5 separate regions of the Mus musculus genome follow, and all the other regions are linked to region 3. Evidence: chromatin contacts called from public Hi-C, HiChIP or PLAC-seq, Micro-C and promoter capture Hi-C data. All regions are on one chromosome and are shown on one strand. The core of a region is the stretch at or near the end of the contact, and the rest is flanking DNA. Distances in the headings are between cores, read along the strand shown.

Evidence for each region. Hi-C and Micro-C count contacts between places; a contact is called where the count stands out from the background. HiChIP or PLAC-seq counts read pairs in DNA pulled down with a chosen protein or histone mark. Capture Hi-C pulls out chosen DNA fragments and counts their contacts.
Region 1: a contact with region 3 is called in a promoter capture Hi-C map of adipose tissue. The contact joins the promoter of Eif4ebp2 here to the promoter of Unc5b in region 3. A contact is called at or near these places in 1 of 39 promoter capture datasets (liver) and 1 of 9 other capture datasets (adipose tissue).
Region 2: a FOXA1 HiChIP or PLAC-seq map of pancreatic cancer cells shows a contact between it and region 3. The contact joins the promoter of Ppa1 here to the promoter of Unc5b in region 3. A contact is called at or near these places in 2 of 39 promoter capture datasets (liver and pre-B cells) and 2 of 115 datasets of contacts at active chromatin or transcription factors (cardiomyocytes and pancreatic cancer cells).
Region 4: a contact with region 3 is called in a Hi-C map of the N1E-115 cell line, with 3 times the contacts expected there. The contact joins the promoter of Psap here to the promoter of Unc5b in region 3. A contact is called at or near these places in 7 of 39 promoter capture datasets (the 3T3-L1 cell line, embryonic stem cells, liver and 2 more), 2 of 484 Hi-C or Micro-C datasets (the N1E-115 cell line and uterus), 5 of 115 datasets of contacts at active chromatin or transcription factors (the NIH/3T3 cell line, astrocytes, bone marrow-derived macrophages and 2 more) and 1 of 9 other capture datasets (adipose tissue).
Region 5: a contact with region 3 is called in a Micro-C map of embryonic stem cells, with 2.8 times the contacts expected there. The contact joins the promoter of Pald1 here to the promoter of Unc5b in region 3. A contact is called at or near these places in 2 of 39 promoter capture datasets (embryonic stem cells and liver), 1 of 15 datasets of contacts at CTCF or cohesin (the NIH/3T3 cell line), 2 of 484 Hi-C or Micro-C datasets (both in embryonic stem cells) and 3 of 115 datasets of contacts at active chromatin or transcription factors (embryonic stem cells and pancreatic cancer cells).

What each region holds. Positions count from the first base shown.
Region 1 is chr10:61,451,327-61,454,026 of GRCm38.p6, reverse strand. It overlaps Eif4ebp2 (eukaryotic translation initiation factor 4E binding protein 2), which reads left to right and starts at 1,358. Exons shown (of 3, transcript NM_010124.2): 1 at 1,358-1,625. The coding sequence starts at 1,481.
Region 2 is chr10:61,647,266-61,649,965 of GRCm38.p6, reverse strand. Ppa1 (pyrophosphatase (inorganic) 1) reads right to left here and starts at 1,345. Exons shown (of 11, transcript NM_026438.4): 1 at 1,175-1,345. The coding sequence starts at 1,238.
Region 3 is chr10:60,830,279-60,832,978 of GRCm38.p6, reverse strand. Unc5b (unc-5 netrin receptor B) reads left to right here and starts at 1,398. Exons shown (of 17, transcript NM_029770.3): 1 at 1,398-1,892. The coding sequence starts at 1,814.
Region 4 is chr10:60,276,285-60,278,984 of GRCm38.p6, reverse strand. Psap (prosaposin) reads right to left here and starts at 1,357. Exons shown (of 15, transcript NM_011179.3): 1 at 1,203-1,357. The coding sequence starts at 1,242.
Region 5 is chr10:61,382,220-61,384,919 of GRCm38.p6, reverse strand. It overlaps Pald1 (phosphatase domain containing, paladin 1), which reads left to right and starts at 1,397. Exons shown (of 20, transcript NM_013753.2): 1 at 1,397-1,628.

The DNA.
Region 1 (2,700 bases), core at 109-2,608, 620 kb before region 3:
CTCGGTGCTCTGCAACAGCAACAAGCGCTCTTAACTACTGAGCCCTTCCTCAGAGTCATTGATGGTTAAACCCTTAGTTCATCGTGTACGCATTGCTTTCCTTTAATAATGAGCAATTAAAATTATACTTCTTAAAATAACTTTGATTAGCTGGGTGTGGTGGTGCACGACTTTAATCCCAGCACTCAGGAGGCAGAAGCAGGTGGATTTCTGAGTTCGAGGCTAGCCTGGTCTACAAAGTGAGCTCCAGGACAGCCAGGATATACAGAGAAACCCTGTCTCGAAAAACCAACCAACGAAACAAACAAACAAACAAACAAACAAAAACTTTGATTACATTTATTTATTTATGGGCAGGCAGATGGGTGCTCATGGACTAGTGGAGAAGTCAGAGGATAACTTGGGAGAGTCGGTCTCCCCTTTCACCTTGTGGCTTCTGGGTGGTGGAACTCAGGTCTGCAGGCTTGGTGACAAATGCCTTTCTTTACCTGCTGAGCCATCTTGTGGGCTCCCAGAGTTATAATTTTTTAAAAAGATTTATTTATTTATTTTATGTATATGAGTACGCTGTAGCTGTCTTCAGACACATCAGAAGAGGGCATCGGATCCCATTACAGATAGTTGTGAGCCACCATGTGGTTGCTGATTTGAACTCAGGATCTCTAGAAGACAGTGCTCTTAACCACTGAGCCATCCCTCCAGCCCGAGTTATACTTTTAATGGTTAGATATAGATGGGAATATGAAGTAAGCCCTAAGAAAGTACTGTTAGTCCACACTTACACACCACAAACAATTACACACACACACACACACACACACACACACACACACACACACACACACACACACACACACACACACACACACACACACACACACACACACACACACACACACACACACACACACACACACACACACACACACACACACACACACCCCGCTTCCCCCCCCTCCCGCGTGCCTTAATCACCTACACTCAGCTTCACTGGGAGTCTATTATGTTCCTCTGAACTCAGCCCCGCCCCTCAAAGTCCCGCCCACCCTAAGGCTCCACCCTTCAACACTTCCTTTTTCCCGGATTTCCGGGTTCACCCTCTGCCTCTAGCCTTCGGCTGCCTCAGTCACGCCCCCAGCTACCCGCCCACTCGCCTCAGACACGCCCTCCAACGTCACGTCCGGCTTCCATATTGTCCCTCCCTCTACTACCCCTTGCTCCCGCCTTCGACCGCTTCCGGTAGTCATCGTTGCCGCTGCTGCCGCTGCTGCTCCTGCTGCTGCTGAGGCTGCAGGCGGAGGCCGGAGGACCGGGCGGCGGCGGCGGCGGCGGCAGCGGGAGCGGTATCGCAGCGGGACGACCGGGCGAGAGCAGGCGAGTTGAGAGCCGAGCGTGAGGAGCCAGAGCCGCCCGGCCCCGCCGCCGCCGCCGCCGCCGCCGCCGCCGCTGCTGCACAAAGCCTCGAGCCCGCGTCGGAGCCATGTCCGCGTCGGCCGGTGGTAGCCACCAGCCCAGCCAGAGCCGCGCCATCCCCACGCGCACCGTGGCTATCAGCGACGCCGCGCAGCTACCTCAGGACTACTGCACCACGCCCGGGGGGACGCTGTTCTCCACAACGCCGGGAGGTGAGCCGCGCCCGGCCTGCCCGCCATCACGGCTGGCGCGTGGCACTGCATGCTCGACCAACAGCTTCCTCCCCGCTGCCCGTACGGTGTGCTGCAGACCGTGCATTCTGCGCAGCGGGGCTTGCCTCTGGAGCTGTCCTACGGGCTTTGGGGAGAGGGAAGTCGGGGAGACGGACCTGGCGCGGAAGCCTAAGATGACTGGTCTGGCTGCGCCGAGAGTTCCGAGACGAGGCTGGCATGCACTCTGCATGCCTCGCCCAGTGTTAGCCTCCTTTGACAGCATTGTTTACTTTGTTAGAGGAGTCATCAAAGGTTGGGGGAGCCCCAGCTCCCACAAGTGGGACGTGTAAAATAGCTCCTTTGGTATCCAAGAAGTTGTTGGCTTTGGTAGAGGCGCTGTCAGGTTTCAGATCAGGGCTTTCGAAGAGCGGTTTTAAAGGTGCTTTGTCAAACAGCACACACTAGTCGGGTTAGGTTGCTTGATCCTAGGGAAAGGGCTTGTAGAAAAAAGCGATGCAAAGGGAGGTTCCTGAAGTTGCTTTTCAAAAGATGGCCGGGATCCGTTTACTATCACTGGAGAAGAGGTAAATAAAGTATGTTGAATTGGTCACGAGAGGAGGAAGCGCAAAGGTTGTTTGTCTCTTTTCTGGGCTGTTCTCTAAGAGGGAGGAGCCTGGAAGGGGTTCTTCCGGTGCCTTCATGAAGGGAACTGGCTTTCTGTCCCTAATCTCAGAACTTTGCCTTCTTTTGGTGACCCCGGGGGCTGGGCTTCAGCTAGAGGGTGAAGATTTGGTTAGCAGCCCTTACAGTCTATAGATCGCTGATCATGAGACAGGACTCCTAACCAATCACTTAAAAGTGGGCCTGGCCATCCTGGAATCTTGTGCAATTGGAAGGCACAGAGTAAGGGGACCTTGCCAACACCAAGAGACAGCAGTCCAGAAGGCTGTGTGTGGTAGTTAGGGCTGTGACCCTACTACTCCAGAAAGACGGGGTAGGAGAATGGCAGTTTAAGGCTAGCCCTGGCAATATAATGAGTTCCAAGGCCAGGCAGTGGTGGCACACACCTTTAATC
Region 2 (2,700 bases), core at 96-2,595, 820 kb before region 3:
AACACTATGGCCTCACCCACCACCACCCTCAAAAAAAAAAAAAAAAAAAAAAAGTGGAAAAAATACTCAGAAATTTATCCTTTTTAAAAAGTGCAAAGAGCGAGAACTAGTTAAATTACATAGTGGTACTAAATTTAGTGTTTCTTAAGTTCCAGAGAGCCCATTTGATAGACTTCAGCCTAATCCAAAGTCAAGGAGTGGCTTTGCTCTCTACCCACAACCATCAAATACTTACCACCAATACATTAAATACATTAAAAGCAGTGTGTTTATTCTGCACATATAGCTTGAAGACAATTCCCAGTGACCCAAAGGGTCACTTTAAAGGACACTGAAAAACCTGAAGCCAACACTATTTCCATGGCGAAGTTTCTGCTAGGCACTCTCTGTTCATTCTTTCAGGAATGTCTGTTTGCCCTGTCCTGAGATTGCTGCCCATCCCTTCTAAATAAACACAAAGAGGTTACAAACTGGAAGGGCCTTTGCTAACAGCATCGCAAACCTCTGTTAGCACCATGAATGTATGTATATACCTACAAGCTAAGGGCTTCCAGGAGAAACCCAGGTAGCTTGCAAGCACCTATCAGGAAAAGGTGACACACGTGGAAGGCCGATCGACTCCGCCTTTCTGAGTGCAGGGCAGGGGTTGGATGCGGGGGTAACTAGTGGGTTCCGGCACCAGGGTTAAGAACCTGGCTGTTCTCCCACCAGGTCCTTAGCTAGACGTCACCTGTCTGTCTAGGGAGGCAAAGCTTTCGGTTTCCTAGAAGCACTCCCGGCCATCAGGGCTTCAGAGAAGCCTCACCACAATAAGGCTAGTGCCGGGAAGACCTGGGCCTCAGTTTCCCATCTCTTACAACACCGGGGAGGACTCGATCCTGTTCGGCACCGAATTAAGGTCTTGAGGAAATCTCTGTCCTCCAGCCGGCGATCCTGAGGACAATCCTCTTAGGCGGTCGGTATCACCTCCGGGCACCTTCTAAGGGTGACTCAGTGGTTTCCTTTCCCCATGTGGCCCAAGTTCGAATGTGTGGAGGGAGCGCTCGCGGTGGGCACTGGGATGGCGGCCCTCGCTGGTCCCGCCGCCCGCCAGAGGGAAGGGGACGCGTCCGCCCGCCCGCCCGCTCGTTCTGGAATGAATGGGCGACCCGGCCCTCGGCCTCACGCCACTCACTGAGGAAGACGCGGTACTCGAGGGTGAAGGGCGCGGCGCGCTCCTCGCTGCTGAAGCCGCTCATGGTGTCGGAGATGCACCGCCGCCGCCGCTGCACAGCCACACAACCACACAGCCCAGACCCGGAGCCGCTGTACGGAGGAGAAAGCCCGCGCCTGCGTACCACGAGCTGGCCCGCCGGTCGCCGGCGCCGTGCCTTTAATGCGTGGGGCTCGCCTTGTACCCTGCCCCGCCCCGCCCACCCGCGCAGGCGCACTCTGCGCGACGCGCCTCCTCACGCCCCGCCCCCGGTTCGCAACCTGGGCCACGTGGCAGGCGCCGGCTGCCCTCTGGAAGCGGACTGCGGGTTGGCGGCTCCGCTGGGACAGAACGCTGGTTACTCTCCTGAGGCTTGCGGGTCGCTCACCTTTGATTTCTCTCTCTCAGGTCCTGCAGAGCAGTTCCTTATCTCGGAAGGCCTTGATAAGCCACCTGTTCCCCAGGCAGTCTTGTCTTTTCTTGTTTGGGTTTCTCATAGATCTTCATCTGCCTCCCAGAAGCTGGGAGTGTGCTACCAGCCCCCCACCCCCGGCCCAGGGCCATCTTCATTAAAGTTGAGAGTTTGGCTGACTGGGCTCTGAAAACTATAGGCTGTGACTAATGTTTTCCCAAGTGGTAGGCAATGGACAAATTTGCTTTTACTAATCTCCCTGATTCAGTTTCTCATCTGAATTGTTGGGTGGGTTCTGCTTGGACCAGACTCAAGCTGATTACTCCTGAACTCCCCAGATACCGCAGATTTCTCTCCCCACTCCAGATCCACTGGGACTTGAAATTGAAGCTCTGGGAAGACCCAGGAGTGTGCACAGAACCCCTTGAGGACGTTTCTCAGGAGTAGCTTCTCGGAGCTTGTTTTCCTAGTTCTATTGCACCACCCATTGAAGTCCAGGCTGTATCCCTCAGAGTGTGCTGTGGACGTTGGGAACTTTCACAGTCCTATAAGGTTGTGTGTGTGTGTCTGTCTGTCTTTGTGTATCACAACTCTAATTATAAGCCACATATAGCGTCTCACACCTGTAGCCCCAGACCTCAGGACGCTGACTTTCTGAGACCAACCTGAGCTACGTAGTGAGTTCTGAGCCACCCCATGCTACAGTATGAGACTATCTTAAAAATAAGACAAATCTAACCCAGGAAATTATCCACATTTTTTTAAAAAGCAAATTTTAAATTATGATAGACAGAATATCTTTCTAAAATATTTCTTAACTATTTATCTCAAAGACAGTTTCCTTTCAACTATTTTCAAAACAATCTCTAATATATAAATGGAATGCATAAACCACGTATTAAGTGGAAGCCTAAGAAAGTTAATTTCTAAATTGGCACGGTGGTGTATACCTGTAGCTGCAGCACTTGAGAAGCAAAAGTAGGAAGATCATGAATTCAAGGTCATCCTTGGCCAGTCTGGACTACATGAGACTCCCGCCTCAAAAATAAATAAATAAATAAATAAATAAATAAATAAATAAATAAATAAATAAATG
Region 3 (2,700 bases), core at 149-2,648:
GGATAAAAATAGCCCGTTTACCTTTGCCCACAGAAACCAAAGTCCTGCCTTGGGCGTTCACTCCACCCGGATTCACCCTACTGGGCCTGGGTGGCCAGCCATGATGTGGGGCGTCACCTATAGCCACAGCCTTCTATAGATCTCCAGTCTTCATTTTGTGGAGTTGGGATAGAGGGGGTGTCGAGAAATCCCGCTTTCATTGCCTCCCTCTCCCCCAAACACAGCTAGCATGGATCTTCTTGCTTCTCTGCCCTCACACCACCAACCTCTTAGTCAGCAACTATGGCTCCCAAACCTTTCTTCTCCAATCTAGGAAAAACTTGGGAATACTAGGTTCTTTTGGATACCTCCCACCCTCCCACCCTTCTACCCTCCTACCCGACTTCAGAACCTGGCTAGGCTGCTCTCTTCCTGAAGAAGAGGGCTGATCCAGATCTGCAAAGAGGAAAAGCTTAGGAGGTCAGCAGATAAGGGGTAGGGGCTGCTTCTTTATAGCATTATGGAATTAGCCCGTTAGTGGGCTCCCACATGGAAGTGCTGTGAGCTTCCTGTGAGCGGATGCACAGACATCTCCCAAGTCTCCTCTGGTCACGTAAGCTTATGGGCCCACCTCTGGGTGACAAGGACTTCCTTCAAGAACCTTGGGAAGGGATGCCACCATTTGTGCCCCCACTTTCTACCTATTTCCCACATTCTGCTCCTCAACCCCTTATGAGACAGCTAACATCATTCTTCCCCATTTCACAGGTGACAGTGATGGAGACAGCTAAGCAGCTCCTTCAAGGTCACGCGCTTAAGGAGCAGAACCAGAACCAAGTTTGTGCTCGGAGCAAAACACAGCAGCAGGTTCCCTCCCCACACACGTCCTTTTATTCAATTGGACTGGTTCACCATATCCTAGGATGAGCCATCCTTCCGGATCCCACGTAAAGAGTTCTGTCCTGGGTCGAGGAGAAAAACAGAACCAATCACGATCCTAACTCATGCCCAAATATCCACAGCTGGAACTCCCCAACTACATCCCCCGCTCCACCAGGACTTGAGTGTTTGACATTTTTTCTTAAACACCCCCATCCCCTTTTGAGACCGAATCAAAAGCGAAAGCTGATTCACACCCAAGCTAAGAAGTGTACGAATGTTTATTTCCTTTATTTTTGGAAAGAAAATCCGGTAGACTCCGCCGCTTTCAGCGGACCGGTTTTCCGGTGCTTTGGATCCTGCGTTCTTCAAGGATCCCCTCTGATAAGGCCCCAACTCGGCCGCGCCTACACAGCGGTAGGGTACCCCCCCTCGCTGGGCCCCGTGGCTCCGCCCCCGTCCTCCAGGCCCCGCCTTCTATCGCGTGAGGCCCCGCCCCGGCCCGCTGACTCTAGGGCGAGCGCGCGGCGGCGCTGGGCATTGTGGCCGGCGGCAGGGCGGGCGAGGGCGCGGAGCCGCGGGGAGCGGCAGGGCGCAGAGGGAAGCACACACCCCACTCGGACAGACTTCGCGGCGCGGCCGCTACGAGCGCCGCTGAGCGCACTCCACTGGGATCGCACAACTTCGGAGCAGGGCGCGGACGGCGCTCGCAGCGGGAGAGCGCGGAAAGGGCGCACCAGAGCCGGGATCCCCAGCGGCGTCCGACTCCCGGAGCGCTCCTAGTCGCCGGGCGGCCTCCCGGCGCTGCGCGGTTGCCTCTGCGCCTACGGAGGGCACGGGCTGGCGCTGCCGGGCGCCTGCGAGAACGGCGAGGCGGCGGCGAAGGCGAAGGCGGCGAGGCTGGGGACCGGGAAAGAACCCCGAGGGAGAGGCGCCCGGGCCGGGGGACAGGAGCATGAGGGCCCGGAGCGGGGTGCGGAGCGCGCTGCTGCTGGCGCTGCTGCTTTGCTGGGATCCGACACCGAGCCTAGCAGGTAGGTGCGAGAGGGAGTGGAACACAGGGATGCGGTCCTGGCGCGTCTCAGCGTCCAACTGCAAGTTCGGGTGGTTCTTGGCGGAGTCACTGCGCTCCGAGAACGCCGTGGACGCGTCCAAGTTAAAAGGCAGCTTCGGTGCTCGGGAGAGGGGGCGACGCGTGGCCACCTGGGGTGCCACGTAAGCTCGAAGCTCCCTGCTCCTGCCTCCAAGGGATAGTTGCTTCCCGTGGAATGGGGTCTGATTCACTTCCAAGTGACCCCTGACTATCACGGAAAAACTGTCACTGCCAGGGCCAGGTGTGTGTTCTCTGCGGTTCGCCTGCAACTTAGGTCTGAGTACAGGCTCCCGCGGGCTGCACGCGCAGCATTCTGAGGGTCGCGGACAGAGAGCAGGATACTGCGGAACCCTGGAAGCGCTTCTTCTCGGCCTTTGGGGAGCCGAGGCCCGAAGGCTTTAAGCTACTGAAGGGGGAGGGGCCGACTCCTGTACACCGTGATCTCCGGAGGTGCGGCGCGGGCGGGTATGAAAAGGTTTCGTGGTTGGTGGATTGTTTGGGGGTGAGTGTTGGCAGAGAGTGGAGGGGCGTAATGTATCTCCTTTCGACTTTGCCTATTTTCAATAGGTTATTGGTATTCTCAGTGTCCAGGTGAGCTCGCCTCTGCACTGCACCTGGACCCAGTAAAGATGCTCTTAAGAGGGTTTGGTGGACTCCTAAGTTTATAAAGTCCCCGATTCTCCTCTCATCGCGAAGATGGAAGTGTCTTGCTGGCTCTGTAGTAGCTCGGCTGGGCGTTGCAAAGTGGG
Region 4 (2,700 bases), core at 108-2,607, 550 kb after region 3:
GGGAGCACACGTGGTTTGCAGTCATCATAGACAACCAACAACTCAATGGTGGACAGTCAAGACAAGCTACCATTCTTCAGTATGACCTTGACGTGAGGCACAGAGCCTGGAGTTTTAGACCAAGGCCATCAGGGTCCTCCCATCTACCTAAGAAGGAAGAAGGAACCCAGTTAACTAGACTGGCAGTCAAATGAACTACATGTGTATTAGAAATAATTTTTCCAAGGAAACAGGTAAGGGGTATAGTGTGACTCAGTAGAGGATGTTCGTTTACCGTGTGTTACGATCCAAGTTCAATGGCCCATACTACAGAGAGAGAGAAAAAGAAGTCTGGTTTTGGTGGTGTGGGTGAATCAGAACTCACGAGTTATGTATGACACAGAGCAAGCAGGACCAAGTGCGTTTCTTTTCATTTTTCTTGCACAAAAAAAAAAAAAAAAAAAATCTCATACACAGTCCAGACTAGCCTTGAGCTTTCTGTGTAGCACAGGCTGACCTCAAATTCAAAATCCTCCTACCTATGCCTTCCAAGTGTGAGTCCCCTGGCGCTGCCTTGCCAACCTGCAGTGCTTTTAAGAAAAATCATTTTAGAAACACTTGCTATAAAATAAAGGCTGGCCAATGGCTTTGCCAGATCAAACAAAAAAATTAAGAGTTCCAATGCAATCGGGACTACACAATTCCCTCCAAGACCTACTACGCTCCTGAGTTCACACAGAAGCCAAAAAAATCACCCCCCGGCCCGGGGCAGACACAAAGACGCTTCCTGCAACTCCCATACGAGTGCAGTCTGGGACAGAGGTCACGGGCCGACCTGACCTGCAGGATGGGGCTTCAAGGCCATGTCTATCACCTACACCAGGATAGAGTCAACACAGCGACGGAAGAGGTCATCGAGTGACCTCTCCCAACCTCCATCCCAGGGAGAACCGCAGTCACCCGCAAGGCCTTGCACAAGGCCTGCACACACAGGACAAGACGTCTCTCCCACCTCCCAGTGGTCCCCCAGTGCAGAGAATCTGGAACAGGTCCCCCTCCGCCACCAGCCCCGATCTGCGCCTGCGCACAGCGAGGCCTGCCTAAGCGCGCCCCGGGAAGCGAGCGGAGGGCGAGGCCGGTACCGCAGGACTGCCCGGTTCCCGGGACCCAGGGGACGCTATAGCGTTCTTCTCTACCAGACCAGGGGACCCTTCTAAGCTCACCGGTGGCCAGAAGGCTGGCGAAGAGGGCGAGGGCGTACATGGCGCCGCTTCACTTCGCAGGCTGCAATGCAGAACGTCAGCTGACCAGACGAATATAAATCTACCCCCCAACCTCGCCGCAGACGCCAGTGCGCAGGCGCGGGCCCCGCCCAAACTGGGCGCAGCTTGACTCAGCGTCGCGCAGCGCGCCTGCGGGGAGGGAGGGTGCGAAGAGGAGCAGGCTGAAAACGCCCAGGGAAGGTGGCGGGAAGGCGCGGGTGGTGGTAATAAAAGAAAACCATATCTGGTGATTAAATCAAGGTCAGGCGCCGAACGGTATCTAACGCCTCTCTTTACCTTTGCAATGTGAGGAATCCAGCCCAGGGCTGGTACCAAGCCCTGAACTGCATCTTGTGCTCCCCCACCCCACCCCACCCCTGAGCCCCAGCATCTTTTAAGTATTACTATTTGTTTTTGAGATGCCGAGTCACTATGGCCTTGCTGGTCGACAATTCAGTGTCGCAGCAGACCTGGAACTCTCAACCTTCTGCCTCAACCCCTTGGAGAATGGTTGGGGGTTGGGGGGCGGGAGCAGGGATTTTTGTTTGCAGTCGCCGGTATTGAACCCAAGGCATTATACTTGATATCAAGTGTTGTACCTCCAAGCTGCACACCACCATTCCCCCCACCCTCCCAGCTCACTCCTTACTTTATTTTTGAAAGAGGGTGTCACCAAATTCCCCAGAAAGTCTCTGAACATGTAATTCTTCTGCCTGACCCTTGTACAGTGGTAGTTAGGGGTTTTTTGTTTGGTTGGTTGGTTGGTTTGGTTTGGTTTGGTTTTTGGTTTTTCGAGACAGGGTTTCTCTGTGTAGCCCTGGCTGTCCTGGAACTCACTTTGTAGACCAGGCTGGTCTCGAACTCAGAAATCTGCCTGATTCTGCCTCCCGAGTGCTGCTGGGATTAAAGGTGTGTGCCACCACGCCTGGCGGTGATTAGTTTTTTTGGTTAGTTTTTTTGTTCGTTTGTTTGTTTGTTTGTTTTGGTTTTTCGAGACAGGGTTTCTCTGTATAGCCCTGGCTGTCCTGGAACTCACTTTGTAGACTAGGCTGGCCTCGAACTCAGAAATCTGTCTGCCTGCTGGGATTAAAGGCGTGGGCCACCACGCCCGGCTAGTGGTTAGTTTTTTAAGACAGGGTTTCCTGTAGCCCAAAGAGGCTGACAACTGGCTGTGCAGCTGAGGATTCGTGTATCTCAGGCAGTCCTCGAACTTCAGTCACTTCCAAATCCTGATCTGCCTGCCTGTGCTACCATACATGTTCTGTTTGGTTCTAGGAACCAAACCCAGGCCTTCAACTCATGTCGGGCAATGACTCTACCAACTGAGTGGCATCTCCAGCCCCCATTTATTGTGATTCGTGCCGTGCTAACAGATGAGACTCAAGCACAAACAGGTTACAGATTTGCCTACATCTTTACACTCAGGATTCAAATTCACAGGCTGCCATTCTGCAGTTGT
Region 5 (2,700 bases), core at 148-2,647, 550 kb before region 3:
AGGAACTGTAGGCCAATCTGAGTGAAGTGTGGCTGGAGCCAAGATGGCCATGGTCCTTAAGCAACCCTCTGGGCTTTCTCTTTCTTCCTCACACACCTAGGATGGGCAGAAGGGAGTCTGACATAGAGGGCAGGTAGTCCTGGGGCCTCAGTTTCCCCATGTATTAAAATAGGAATAGCGAGGGCTAGGGATATGCTAGAGTGTTTGCATGCCCAGCATACACAAGAATACTTGATTTCAACACCCAGCACTGCATAAGCCAGAATGAGGGACCGTGCCTATAATCCCAGCATTCAGGAGGAAGGATTTAGAATTTCTAGGTTATTTTTAACTAAATATTGAACAAAATCAACTTGGGATATATGAGACCGTGTGTGTATGTGTGTGTGTGAACAATGATAGGTACATAGGTACCTGCTAAGATTACACAGATGAGATACCGCTGCAGACATGCTGGGTATCTGGCCAGACCACCCTTAATGAGTCCTTTTAGGGTTGCAAGGCCCTCCTTCTGCATAGTTCAAGTTCCCTAGCTTGATTTTGGCTAAAGGCCAGGCCTGCAAAGTCTTCATCCTGGTCACAACTCCCTGCAGAGCGTGCCAAGGACCCTCTAGCTCTGACTGGGGCCAAGGCAGGTAGAGGCAGGAAGGAAATATTCCTCAGTGTAGGGAGAGAGAGACAGAGAGAGACAGAGACAGAGAGAGAGACAGAGAGAGACCTCATTCCATACATCAAAGAGGCTTTCCTGAGACCTAAGCAGGGGTGAGTAAGTGCCCATGGGTGATCCAAGGTCAAGGGTCAGGTACCAGAGCCCCAGAGCCCACCACCACTTGGATGCGTTGGGTAGGGGTAGTGGGGCTGCTCTTCTTCCAAAGACTGGGAGCTGCAATTTTCCTAAGCCAGCGGTCAAGGTGACCACCTGCTCTTTTAGGGCTTCATCCTTCGACGTCTATTCGGAGAGGCGTCAGACCTTCCCTACGGAGCTCAAGTGGCACAGGAGAAATGCTGATTCTGGGGTCCAGGAGAAGCAGAAAGGGGAAGCCCGGGGCTACAGACATAACAGGGGCCCTGGAGTAGGGGAGGGGGTGTGGCGCCACCAGCCTAAGCATTTTTCTCCAGCCATGGAGATTGGAAGCCGGCCTTGGGTATCTTCCAGAAGGAACCGACCAGACAAGGAAAGAGGAACTTGCTTCTCCCGCAGGTTCCCTCTACCCTAGGGTTTTCCTCCAGGCGTAGGGCGAGCAGACGGAGGATGCTGGCCCGGAACCGGCTGGATTGAAAGAGGGGGGAGGGGAGTTGTGCCTATCCGACCGTGGTGGGGTGAGTGTATCTTTAAGTCCGCACCCCCTCCTTGTGGGCGGAGGCCGAAGCTGTGACCGCGCCCTCCCAGGCGTGGGAGGGGGGATCCGGACTCGAGGCGGGGTTCTGGGGGTGATCCTGGCCTCGGTGGCCCCGGGCTGGCCGGGTCTGCGCCGCCTGGACACAGCAGGAGCTGCCTCCGCCCCCGGATGGGCTGGGAGGGTGGGCGGAGTCATCTGGAGCCCGCGCGGGTAGTGCCCGAAGCCCGCCTCGGCGCCGGCAGTCCCCGGCCGCATAGCGCGACGCTCTCCCGGAGCTGCGGCTGCCAGGTAAGCACGCGTGGGCCGCGCCGAGGGAGGATCGGGGTCCCTCGGTTTGGGGCGGAGGCGTCCGAGCCACCCAGGCCTGCCCCAGGTCGGCGCCACCATGCTTTCTCAAAGCTGGAGCTGCTCCCGGGTTGTGCGCAGGTCGATCCCGGACTCATCTCCTGTACTCTGGCTTCCCTCGGAGTGAGGGACAACATGGAGTGGCGACACCCGCACTTCTTGGCCTGGGAGCCCTCCGGGCCAGCTGGGCTGGGCTTCCGAAGAAGTTAGGAAAGATAGCCGCGTTGTGACCCCGGCATGGGGTCCCCAGACTTATCTGCAGGACCCTTGAGGCCCAGGGGCAAGGGAGCAAACTGAGGGGCCTGGCAGGCACTGGCTTTGATTCGCCGCTCGGTTTGGTCTCTTTTGAGGTGGGGTTTCCTTGGTGTGAGCGAGGGTGTGCGTGGAGCGTGAGTACATTCATGTGCCTGAGCATGACACCCCCCTCCCCCCAAAAGACATGGACTTAATAGAAAGGTAGTGTTTGGGACACTGACTGTCCCAGTTCCTTGTAGTGGCCAAGCTGCCCTTGTTTTGTAAATCAGACTCCACAAAAGCCTGGCCCGGGGTGAGCTTGAGGCATCTCTGGTCTTCCAGCCAGAGAGTATGGGCCGGTCCTTGTCTGCCCACAGCCAGTGACAGAGCACCTGTGGCTGTGGGCTCCGGGCCATGCACAGACAGTGTGGGAGGTGGGAGGACTTGGAAGGGCTCTGTCCTGTTGTGGCTCTGTCCTGCAAGGGAAGACAAGAGAGAAACACTTGGCCAGTTCTCTGATAGGGAGTTTGATACCAGCCCTGGGCTGGTAGCCCTAGAAGAAAATGCCAGGAGGTTCCTCAAGGGAATTGCAAAACACCGGCGCAGCGAGGGTACTCTCGCTGGGTGTCCTGTGACTTTGCTGATAGATGTGTTTAAATGTCCTGGTGCAGGCAACCCCACCCTCCTCATTAGCATTACTAATCAGGACCGCTTTGCACCTCGCCTTGTGCGGCGGTGGTGCTGGGGCGGGGGCGGGGGTGGGGGGATGGGATGGGGGCAA